2 separate regions of the Anser cygnoides genome follow, and region 1 is linked to region 2. Evidence: chromatin contacts called from public Hi-C data. All regions are on one chromosome and are shown on one strand. The core of a region is the stretch at or near the end of the contact, and the rest is flanking DNA. Distances in the headings are between cores, read along the strand shown. Region 1 overlaps EIF4G3 (eukaryotic translation initiation factor 4 gamma 3). Region 2 overlaps USP48 (ubiquitin specific peptidase 48).

The links. A called contact is a pair of places that touch in the nucleus more often than the background predicts.
Region 1: a Hi-C map of liver shows a contact between it and region 2, with 2.7 times the contacts expected there. The contact joins two enhancer-like sites. A contact is called at or near these places in 2 of 7 Hi-C or Micro-C datasets (both in liver).

What each region holds. Positions count from the first base shown.
Region 1 is chr23:616,756-622,383 of Taihu_goose_T2T_genome, reverse strand. EIF4G3 (eukaryotic translation initiation factor 4 gamma 3) reads right to left here. Exons shown (of 36, transcript XM_066981963.1): 12 at 4,879-5,628. Among named protein-coding and RNA genes, the nearest start is that of HP1BP3, 57 kb to the left of the region's middle. Within about 2 kb of position 4,128, at least 2 of the 3 cell types and tissues checked have open chromatin away from gene starts, as enhancers often do. A contact at or near this core is called in liver, where this site is marked.
Region 2 is chr23:460,253-465,824 of Taihu_goose_T2T_genome, reverse strand. It overlaps USP48 (ubiquitin specific peptidase 48), which reads right to left. Exons shown (of 26, transcript XM_066982003.1): 16 at 4,915-5,039; 17 at 4,644-4,766; 18 at 2,639-2,700; 19 at 1,966-2,076; 20 at 1,150-1,280; 21 at 786-892. Among named protein-coding and RNA genes, the nearest start is that of RAP1GAP, 10 kb to the left of the region's middle. Within about 2 kb of position 3,899, at least 1 of the 3 cell types and tissues checked has open chromatin away from gene starts, as enhancers often do. A contact at or near this core is called in liver, where this site is marked.

The DNA of each region.
Region 1 (5,628 bases), core at 2,879-5,378, 160 kb before region 2:
GTGCCAGCCGCTAAGCGTAAATGAATACCAGTCTTTTTTTTATTATTATTATTATTCTTTTTCTCTACAGCCAAATGTGCCATTAAAAACACAGCAGACTCACCATCTCCTTACAGCTCATGGGAAAGAAAATATACTCCAGTGGGATATGGCATGAAATCAAGGAAAAGGCGAAACCTGATTTGTATTTCCAGTCCTCCAGCTTTGGGTGCTGGAGATATTTCTCCAAGATATTTCCAATTACCACCCCACGTTGCTTGTTACAGACTCCACAACTGAGAAGCGCAGGGACTTGCAGCCAGTTGGGCTACTTTGTACTGAAATCCTTCTCATAAATTAGCTCTGCAAGAGAAAGTCCTTTGAATTTCAATGCATATTAAGTTCTTTTAGCTTCCTATGTTCCTAGGAGTTCTGCCTGGGACAGACATCAATCTCTTATTTTCCTCTTTGCTTCTCATAATAGTCTTGATAGAAAGATTACATCAAAGGCAGGCTTTCATAGCATGTCCTAAAGGCTCCACGGCTCTGGTAGTGCCTTTTCCTTTTCCTTTTTTTTTTTTTTTTAAATAAATTCCACTCGACCAGCAAATTTTTTCCTGTTTTGTTCCCTCAGAAGTGCTGGTCTCTCACTGCAGCCAGCAAAGCTACTTGACAAAAACAGAATTTAGTAACAAAAGCAACTGTATCCCACTGATGACTTTTAACTGGGGCAATGTTTTTGGTAAGGATCTCAGGCTGAAAACTGCGTTCCTCTCTTGATAATATCTGTTGTTTTTTTTTCTGGCAATGGAGATGAGTAGGAATTAATTATTTTACAAGCTGCGTGCTCTTGCCATTTGCAGATAACAGCTCTGAAAACCTCAAGATGATCGGTCTTGCACAGGCAGAACGAGATCTGCTGGCTGAACCCTCGCAGTGGGGCGGACACGTCTCCGCACAGACGTTGTGCCGAGCATTCGGCAAAGGAACAGCAGCGAGAAGCGATTCCTGGTGTCACACAGCGCGTGCGGGACAGAACTGCAGTGCCCAGCGGTTCGATGTTCTGACGCCCATCAGCTCGACCCCATTTTATAGGGGATAAGCAGGACCAACTATGACAACAGGTCAACAACATCATTTTTTCTGTTTCTTTTTCTTTTTTCTCTTTTTTTTTTTTTTTTTTTTTAAATCAAGCCCTGAGCTACTCTGCCTTGCAGACCCGACCCTCACTGTCCCCAGATTATTACTACACTGCGAACAGCTTGAAACAGTGAGAAAGTTCCCATGGCCTCAACAACATGCGAAACAACCGAGAGCCAGGATCAGCTCACAGGGCTTATGGAACTTGTCGGTCATGCAAGCACTACCACAATTCAAGGGTCAGCTCGGTGAGTCTGCCGATTTCACTGTGGAGTAGAGCTAGAGATGTGATGAGCAGTCTACAGATGAACCAGCCGGTGTCAGGTATCGATACCCCTGAAATTGCTGTTGTCATGATGCAGCCTAATACAACTTAAGACATTAAGAGCAGACAGAATATTTTGTGTGAAATAGAAAAGAGAGCCAGGCACGCTCCAGTTTCAGCAAAGTACGATGAACACACCACCAGTGCCCCTGCAGAGATCCTTTGACCTTGGAAATCCAGTGGAAATCTAAGGCCAGTGCAAAAGAAAGAGCACAATTTCCTCAGATCACAAAAGGGTCAGCTCTGCTCAACTTGTCTCTTCCTACAAACACTACAAAATTTGTTTTCTTGGACTGTAAAAAAGAACTTCTGGATATTAGAGATGCCTCTGTGGTCTGAACATATTTGTTTGTATCTATATACAGAACTTGACAGAGAAAAAACAAAGTATTGTTTTTCTGATGGTTAGAGAGCAGAACAGCGTATTCTGTGAAGTGCCCAAACAAGCACGTAATTCCATCCAGCCCTGAAATGCTGCCACCTCCATCGCAAAACACGAGATACGTTTCCAGGTCTCAACACTGCTGCCCCAGACTCTTCAGAGGGGAGGTGGATTAACTTCGCGTCCAGGAACCCCCCAAGTTTTTCGGCAGGCTGGATTACAAACATGAAAAGCAGACATCTGTTGGGGCAGAGCAGCTAAGACGCTTGTTTTTGCAGAGTGCCAGGAGTATCTTAATAACTGTCCGCAGCCAGGTCATTGATTTAGTGCCTCTCGCAGCAGCCAGTGCTTCCTGCAGCCTGGAGCCCTCTGCGCCGTGCAGGACGGGTTCAATACTCACTCAATACCGAGTGCTGCCTCTTTCACTTCCTGCAGCAATTGGATTATTCTTAGAGGTCTCTGGTCTGAGTAGTGTCCCAGTCAAATCAGATCAGCTACCATTAAAGGGAATAAAGCAGTATGATTTGTAGCTAACAAACTGCTCTGTAATAAGCACACACTTCTGAAAACACCAAAGAAATATTGCTAAAAGTCACAGAGCTCGTGCTTACCAGCACGTGTTTGAGAAGTTTCCCTCATTCCAATTTCTATCTTATCTCCAGAGATCATAAAAAAAAAGACTCAGCCTCTAGTCCAAGGGAAAAAAAAATACAGCCCTTCCTCCTTGCTTCTGAAGTTCAGCGTCTGTATTTTCCAGTGTACTGGCAGAGACGTGTAATTCCTCATTCTGCCTAGAAGGATGCCTGCATTAGCAGTCACCTTCAGGTTACGTTATTTAAATTTCTCTTCCTCTCTCCAAGAAAGAATTGTAAAATTATTGCCCAAAAAAGGTTGGCAGGGAAATGCAATACAGTTATGCTTCATTACAGGATGGGCAAAGCACAAAATCCCGGCATGGAGAGTATTTTGCTTTCCTTCAAGTACAGAACTTCTCCTAGTAATCAGTCTTGAGTGATATGAGTGATATTTCATGTGACTTGAGAAATGTTTGTTTCCGTGTTGCAAAAGCCAATGTATTGGCTAATGCATGCTGTCTGGTCTAATGATATTAGAGCATTAAAATTAATCTTCTACATAATTAAAAACCCCAAACGCTGCACTTTTTTTTTTTTTTTAATTTAAACCACAGGACACTATAAAGCAAGCAATAACGTTGCAAGCTGGAACCTGGCTGTGTGAAACCTTCTTTACACAAAGAGGCCCATTTCTCTGCTTCGTAAGGAAATTAATTTGGGTTATGAAGTATTTCAGATTGAAGATCAGTAAGTGCGAGAGGAGCAAAATGACCCGAGTAAAATAGAAAGAGAAAAGAGATTAACAGAAAAAAAAAACCCAAACCACTATGCTTGGTATAGTGAAGGGATCTTTCTGATCTTTTCTAGGTACTGGATGCTATTTAAGATATGGGGTCAGCGCATTGATCCTGTGCAGCATTACACAAACATGGAGCCAGGCCAACCTCAGCTTTTCATTTAATTTAGCCCATAACGGAGCACAGTAACAGAAGCTATCGGTGCCATTATGCTTCCACCATGTGCTTATGAAAGAACAAACGTATAAACAAACGCGCGCAGACCGAACTTCTGAAGGCAAGAAGCTGCATCTGGGGGAAATGCTTCCCGAAGCAGCCACCGTGAGAGGAAGACCTCAAGGACCGAGCCACCCCGAGCTCGCCCGGCACAAGGCACAAACGTGCCCCGGCCTCGCCAAGTCCGCACGGGAGTCGCGCCTGCTCCGAGAACCGAATCCCTCCCTAAAACTGCAAGGCTGTAAGCGTTCAAAAGAACGAAATTACAGGAAAGCATTTTAAATGTCATTTTTTTTTAAAGAAAAGGCTACTGTTTCTCCTGCCTTTCTTGTCCAAACTCCATCAGTTTTAAATTCAAAGGATATTTAAATAAACAACCTCAGCTTCAGGGCTCTGAAAGGACTGCAGAACAGGGTGTGAAAGATGCGATACATTTAAATGGCTTAACACTGCTGGCATGCATAATAGCCACCATTATACTCTCTCAAGCAGCTAAATACAAGTAATTGATTGATTTAACCTCTTTTCCACAGTTTCATTTCCAGGAAGTCCTGAAAAAAAGCACTTTTCTATAGGAAATGCAGCAAATAAAAACAGGTTGTCTGAATTAACCCACTGAGCGCTAACACGGCGACGTGACAGGACACTGAAAGCAAAGACAAATAATGACATTGAGAGAAGTAGCCTACGTTTTAAAAGGCAACTAGAGAAACTTCACTTTTTAGTAACTCATAACAAGTCCTTATGCCTCCCAAACCTGTGTACCTTGGTTTTCTGAGAAGTTCAAGCACCGTGAAATGAGGCGAACAGCCGAGCCTAGCTAGGAGAAGGAGAGATTTTTGCTTACGTGTTACTTTTGTGGAAGAAAAACAGATGCATCATTAATTAAGGCTGAGCAGCTGTAGGTGTGTGACACTTAAAAGCTCTTTCAAATGACTGAAGCATTGTGGGCCGTTTCATTTACCTACTTCTGGTAACACCATGACACATTTTTGTAGTTGGATAAAACCAACCCCACAGGTTTCCAGAACCTGCTGGCTCAGAAGGTTCACCCAGAGGAGTTCAAGGGCTGAGTGTTAAAGCTGGTTTAGCAGCAGGCTGATAAATGTGAAGCAACAGGTCATCGAACCAACTGGCTGATCTTGGAGAGAACATGAGTGGTATCTTTTCAACTATCCTGCTAACAGTGCTTGGGAATGTTGCCCTATGACCCCATGAAAGCAAAATGCAGCTTACATGAACCCAGCCAACCCTAGGATGCACGTGCAAAGTTGGCTACCTCTTGATTATCATTTTTTTTTTTCCTCTACAAACAAAGATTAGCATTTTACATCAGAACAACGGTCATGTGGCAGAATCAGAATTTGGGGGCAGATACAAACAGAAACATCTGATAGAAAAATAACCCCAAAGGCCCCTTCGTCTGTAAGTTTACCGCACACAACCATGGTGCCAAACGCTTACCTGGGACAGGACTCTTGCTAGAGTTTAAACTCTGAGCCTCTGTATTCTCCTCCAGTTGCCCATCTGCTTCTGTCTCTTCCTTCGTTTCAGTATCTTTTACCTCTTCATTAAGAGTAGTTCTTGTGCTCTCCTCTCCTTCTAAATCTCCCTGAACAACAGGGAGGGCACTAGGAGATGGAAGAGGAGGTGGAGAAGGAGTTGTAGTGGTAACAGCAGCAGCAACAGAAATAGGAGGAGGAGGAGGAGGAGGGGTTGGAGGAGGGGTTGGAGGAGGAGAGGGAGCAGTGTGAGGAGCACTGGAAGCTGGCACACTTTCCACTTCCGCTGGAGGTGCTTCTGGTGTCTCCAACTCAGCAGTCAATGGCGCAACTTCCGGCTGGGCTACATCTACTACGCTCTCTGTAGCAGTTACTTTTTCACTAACTCCATTCAATTCATTAATTAGATTAGTACTAGCAGTCACTGGAATATCACTAGATGCTACACTACTAGGCTCCTTGCACACCTCAGCATCAGCCTCTTCTGCTGGCGAAGGGTCTGATGTGTCCGTGCAGGGTGTGGCATTAGATATAGGCATTGCCTCCTCTTTTGGGGAAGCGAGTTCACATCTCTCCTCTGAGTCAGCTGTGAATGCGGGTTTACTAGAAACGGTGACGACAGCAGCAGCAGGAACGACTGCGATGGGAGCGGCTGGGGTTGGCGACGGAGCAAGAGGAAGCTCTGGTGGGGTTTCCACTGGGGCGGCCTCGG
Region 2 (5,572 bases), core at 2,650-5,149:
GGTTCAGCCGCCTCCTGTCATCAGCTGGATCTTAGCATCTTTACCTGAGCATGCCCACAAGCTTTGATTTCCCTCTCAAAGCATAAAGCAAGCCCTAAGAAGGGGAACTTACTGTAACCAGCTTTCAGATACCTGTACAGCCACTTCCAGTCCAGTTCTGGACCTCACACTGATCCCATTAAGACAGCAGCAAAGCAGACACAATTCACAACTTTGTAAGGGATCTTTAAAACCACATCTGTGTTCACTGCTATTTTATCAGCTTGCAGACTGAAGAGCTTATTTCTATCTAGGAACAAACGTCACTTTAGCAACCAAGAAAGGAAATGACAAATACTGGAGGGGGAGGAGAACAGGTAGAGCCTGATAGCACGATTATGAGGACAGAGGTGGTTACAACATTGCCTAAAATAATCAGACCTGGCATACATAGAAATACCTGACAACACAAAGACCACCAAAAGGATTTGGACTGGCAAAATGAAGCCTTGAGGAAACCAAGTGTTCAGAGCAATTACATCCAGTGTTCCCATTTGCCATTTTTGCCAAAGCAATAGCTCCCACGAACCAGAGCCAGCTGCTTTCTGCCCACTGAAAGTGGCCCTGCACTGCACCGCCATTCCCACCAGCAGGCCCCACCTTGTAGGGATGCAGCAGGCTGCGATAGCTGCCTCGCCACTGTGTTCAGATGGCTGTTTATTTAGCTGTTTGGGTTCTCAGTTGGTGCAGTTTCTGTTAAATGAAATGGTGCCAGGAGGAGTGAGGACCAAGGGAGAGATCCGTACCTTTTTATTATCCACCACTTTATGGATGTAGATAGTTGCTTGGGTGTACTCACGCAAGTCCCGCTGCTGTTGGCATAACAGCCCTTCTCTGCATTCTGGACAGAGTTCTGGGGAGGCACAAAGGAAAACGCATTTAATTGCTTCAGCTCCTTGGAGACACTGAGTATACGCACCTGCCCAACGCCTCTCACCGCTAACCCAGAGCAGCTCACATAACGAGGGGCATCTGCCAAGCTCAGTGTTTACTGCGGCTGCTGCGGATCCCCTTAGATCTGACCCTTTATCCAAAAAGAGCCTTTTCCCAGGAAGTCAGCACCAATTAGCAACACAACAGAGCACAGACAGCAGTAAAAGATTCACTCACTGGGCTCAGAGGTGTAAAGTGCGCTCTCGGGGTCTGCCCCAGCAGCTTGTGTTCGGGTGATTTTGATGACATGATCCACGACAAACAGTTTTTGAATCCTCTCCCACTCGCTGGGCCATATTAGAGCTATACTGTGCAAAGAAACAAGAACGTGCTTTATGACATGGAAAAGCCAAGCCCCGAGCACGCAGTGAAAACAGTGCTGAGCTTCTGAACAGCCTCCCCTTTTCATTTTAGTCTGCGGGTGAAAGAAGGGCAGCAAAACCAATCCATAACCCCAGCTACATGAGAGGGCCTGTATGCCCAAGATAACAGGGAAGAGGAGTGTGTTATTAGTGACACTGTTATGCTCCAGTCATGCCCAGCACGCACAGCCGGAGGGAGGAAGGAGGAGGAGAGAAGTGGAAGATCTGCTACATTTTTAGTTCTGCATCACTGCAGAAGCAAGGCTATGGAGCATAAACTCCAGCCCAGCGTCCAGTGCTCCAGGGGTAAGTCTCACGGAAAGCAAATCTTAAAGGAAGCTACATGTTTCTAATGCCCCAGTCAGATTCAGGGTAGTTTATTGTTAGGAACTAGCCAAGCTTAAGTAAGCTCTTTTTTCCTGAGACAGCATCCTGTGACAATTTGGGTCTTGACCTATATGAAGATTTATACTAAGGTAGGCCTGAGAAAGCATCTGTGTTAATTTTGTTCAAGGGACGGCATTTGCTCCTCATGTTGCTGCAGCTCAGCAAGCCTCTGGGAATGCTCCCTGAGGCCCGTGAGAGACAACAGCACCCGGCAAAGGCAGATGAGTGAGCAGAAGAAACTCACAGTTTAGAGTCTTCTTTGGTCATGGAAGCATAGGTGAACATGAGGCCCCCATGGGGGCAGAGAAGAGCGCTGTTTCCTACCGAGGACACAGGGCTGCATCGCGTCGGCCTCCTGCTCAGGCAAAGAAAAGGAACAGTAAGTGGTTTGTAAGCGTGGTCAGGTTATTTCATGTGGAAGAAAAAAAATCACAAGTCTGCAGGCAGCTGAGAAGAGGAAATCACAGGTGAGTATTTACAGAAGGCATTCCAGTGGGGAATATTAAACTACCACCATCAAGGAAATCAGATCTGCGTTCCTGTGCGCTGCAAAATTACTCTCATACCTAGCGGAGATTTCCATCTCATACCACCAGCAGCCCATGGAAACGGGATTGAGTGGTGACCTTTGCCTAGGATACAGCTTCAGACAGATGAAAAAACTAATCAGGTTACTATCTAATCTGACCATCTGGTTAAGACACGGTAAACAAGGAAATTCAGTTTCTTACAATGTATTACAACTGCTATGAACACAGGGTCCAAGTCCTGCAAAATCAGCTTCCTTGTTTCCGCAAAGGCAAAACACAGGTAACTACACACACCAGGCAAACACTGATTCAAAAGGGAAATTGCTATCTGCAGCACACCCCCAAAAAAGCAGAAATTAAAAGCACCAAAAACCTCAAGCTGGTTACCTGACAAATTTCCTCCATTCTTCTACAAAGAACTGTGAAACAATATACAGCTCATCTGTCTCCTGGAAGACAAGAGAAAAAAAATAATAAAACAAATCTTCTGTTAATTAATCCAACAATAGAGAGGCAATGACTGTTCAGCTTTTTCTGCAGTGCTCATTCTTTTCGAGATCTCAGCGTTTTTACCATGACAACTCCATCCGAGCGCACTGGGAAAACCAAGTAAAATAATTTGAGATCAAGCACTAAGTACTTACATTACTAATCTCGTGTTTATTACAAAGTTAGTTTAGCTTTAGATCCAATTACCTTTAATTCATAGCAGGAAGCGGTCATTTTCCCTAGAGCAGCTAAAGCTCTCTGGCAGTGTTTCTGTCGCCGGGTACTCCTTCGTGTACTCAGCGTCTAGAGCAGACACATCTACGTACCCCCGTGGGGACGGGGTGAGAGACCATCCCATCCTGCCCTCCCTCTCCTCACCGAGCAAAATCCACGAGTGGTTGCTTTCAGCAATAGCACGCGCAGATTCAGAATCAGGGATGTGCACCCTCACAATGCAGCATTTTTGGGACAAACCATTTTTTTTTTTCCTGCCCCTAGTGATTTGCAATTATATAGTCTGCTGCTGGCAGCTCCCAGACAAGAAACCAAGGAGATCCTAAGAGCTGGGTGACAAAATGATTTCTGTGCTCACCTGTCTGCCTTCCCTAATGCAGATTTAAGGGCTCGCTCCATCTTTTCGCAGGAAAACTCCTGAGGTGCGCATGTGTAGATATAATTTTAATGTCCCTTCATATTTCCTAGATTAAACTGCTCCGATTTGGCTCTATTTTTTCTTTTTTTTTTCCTGGACCTCAACTGCTATGGGTCAGGAAACCTCACAAAGATTGTGAGCCCTGAATACTGCTGGTAGGACCTGACAGCTCTCCTTCGGAGGCTCAGCAGAGCATTGCCCATTTAGTCCCTCCTGGGTTCGGGAGCACAGATCCATGCTAATCTCAGTATTTATTCCTGGCCAGAGCTGCTGGTGGCCCCGAGAAGGGACCGGGAGCAGCAGGCTGCCCTCACACGTTGGAGCAACCGAGGCGGACACCTGCCAAAGCAGCTTGGCAGGATCTAAGAGTCAATCATTAATCAGCACTGCGAGACACCCAGGAGCCAAGGCGTGGAGCCCGGCCAGCAGCTTGTGCCATTTCTCTCAAACTGCCTCAAAGCCCCGACGGCTCTTAAGAAGGTCCTGGAGAGCCGCACGCCCGAACCAGAGAGAGGCCGGTACAACAGGTCCTGTGTGACTGCCGCTCCTATTTGCATGGCTTCAGCATTTAGGGCAGCCCCCCACACCCTCTGCCAGGCTCGAGACAGAAACGGGCAGTGGAGGAGCTGGGGCACACGTGAATTTTGTCCTACCATCAGCAAAAGCCCAGCGGGAAGGCAGACTAAGGGCGGTGGATAGCCCTCTCTCTCCACTGGCACGGCTGCACCACGTAGGTACTTCTAGGCACGGATATAACCACTGCAGAAATATTGTCCCTGCTTATCTAGCTGACTCCAGGCCAGCGACAGCTATATTGGCACACGAGCAATTCTCATGTATCTACAGCAGGGCTGTGTGCCAGCGCAGCTAATCGGGGGAAATCACACCTCGGCGCAGCGTACTTGCGAGCTCCACTGGCACAGGCAACCCCGGCACAAGCACGGTCTCACTCAGACCGAGAGAACGATCATCAGCCAGTGTCTCTCACAGTCAAAATTTCATAGGAGAGGGATAAAAACTTACAGAGTTGCTACCCATCTGCCACCACTCGTCTACAAAGAGATGGCACAGGATGCACAGGGCATGCCCAGCCTGCGCGCTCCCAGGCAGGCAGACAGGATGGCTCAGCTGGGGATGCTGCGCCCAGGGATACTGCTCCCAAAAAGCAAATTTTGGGCAAAGCAGCAGGGAATGCCAGCTTCCACCTGACAGCCTTCCCCCCAGGCCCCACTATCATTCCCCTTCCCCTACCTGAGGCCAGCTGCCCAGGCAAGGCCTGCATTTATCGTGAAACAGGTTCTGGAGGGAGGTCTTCTGCTCACTGGCCATCATCTTATGCAGAGCTTCATTTTCTTCTCCTTCACGCTCCAAAATCTGCATGAAACAGTTAGTTTGTGCTTCAGTTCCTCGCGGCTATTAAAAGGCGACATTGCTTTTCTCCGCTGCATTAGGTAGTGAAAACCAGAAACACGACCACGTATTTACAGTCAGCAAAAGGGTAACATTATTTGGGGTCAAATACCTTGCACTGGGAACAGCACTCTTTGTTATTTGGGAATTCAGGGGCCTTTGGAAAATATTGCTTGAGTTTCTTCCAGGCTTCCTTCGAAACCACCCTCCTTTCGTTTTCAGATATGCACAGGTCACCTGCACAGAGAGAGCCAAGAGAAGGGCTTTGCTCTTGACGTGCTCAGCAATGTTTTGCAGCCCTAACTAGATTTAAGAGATTACAGGGTATAAATGTGGGGGAAGATATTCATGCACTTATCAGGCAACACCATGTCAGCAGAAAGACCACAACTAATACACAAAGTCACCTTCAACTTCTTTATCGTTTCCTTGTTCAGGCAGGCAAAAATATAATATGACTTTAATTCACATAAATGTCCTTTAGGTCTCAGAGCCTGTGAACCAAGCAGCCAATCAAACACAAAGCAGGCTGAGGCAGTGACAGATGCCTGGAGAAGCAAGGACAAGCCAGAGAGGGCACCAGGCTAATGTTTTCTGATCTTGGCTATCTGGAGCTATGATTTCACAGTGACTCCACTTTTCAAACTGCAGACCAACCCTGTGTCCCACGAAACAGGAGCCAAGTGCTTTCTGTGTCCATGAAAAACAAAATTACCGCTGTATATAACCTCGGACTGCCTCACATGCTCTATTCAAGCACCTCGGAATCC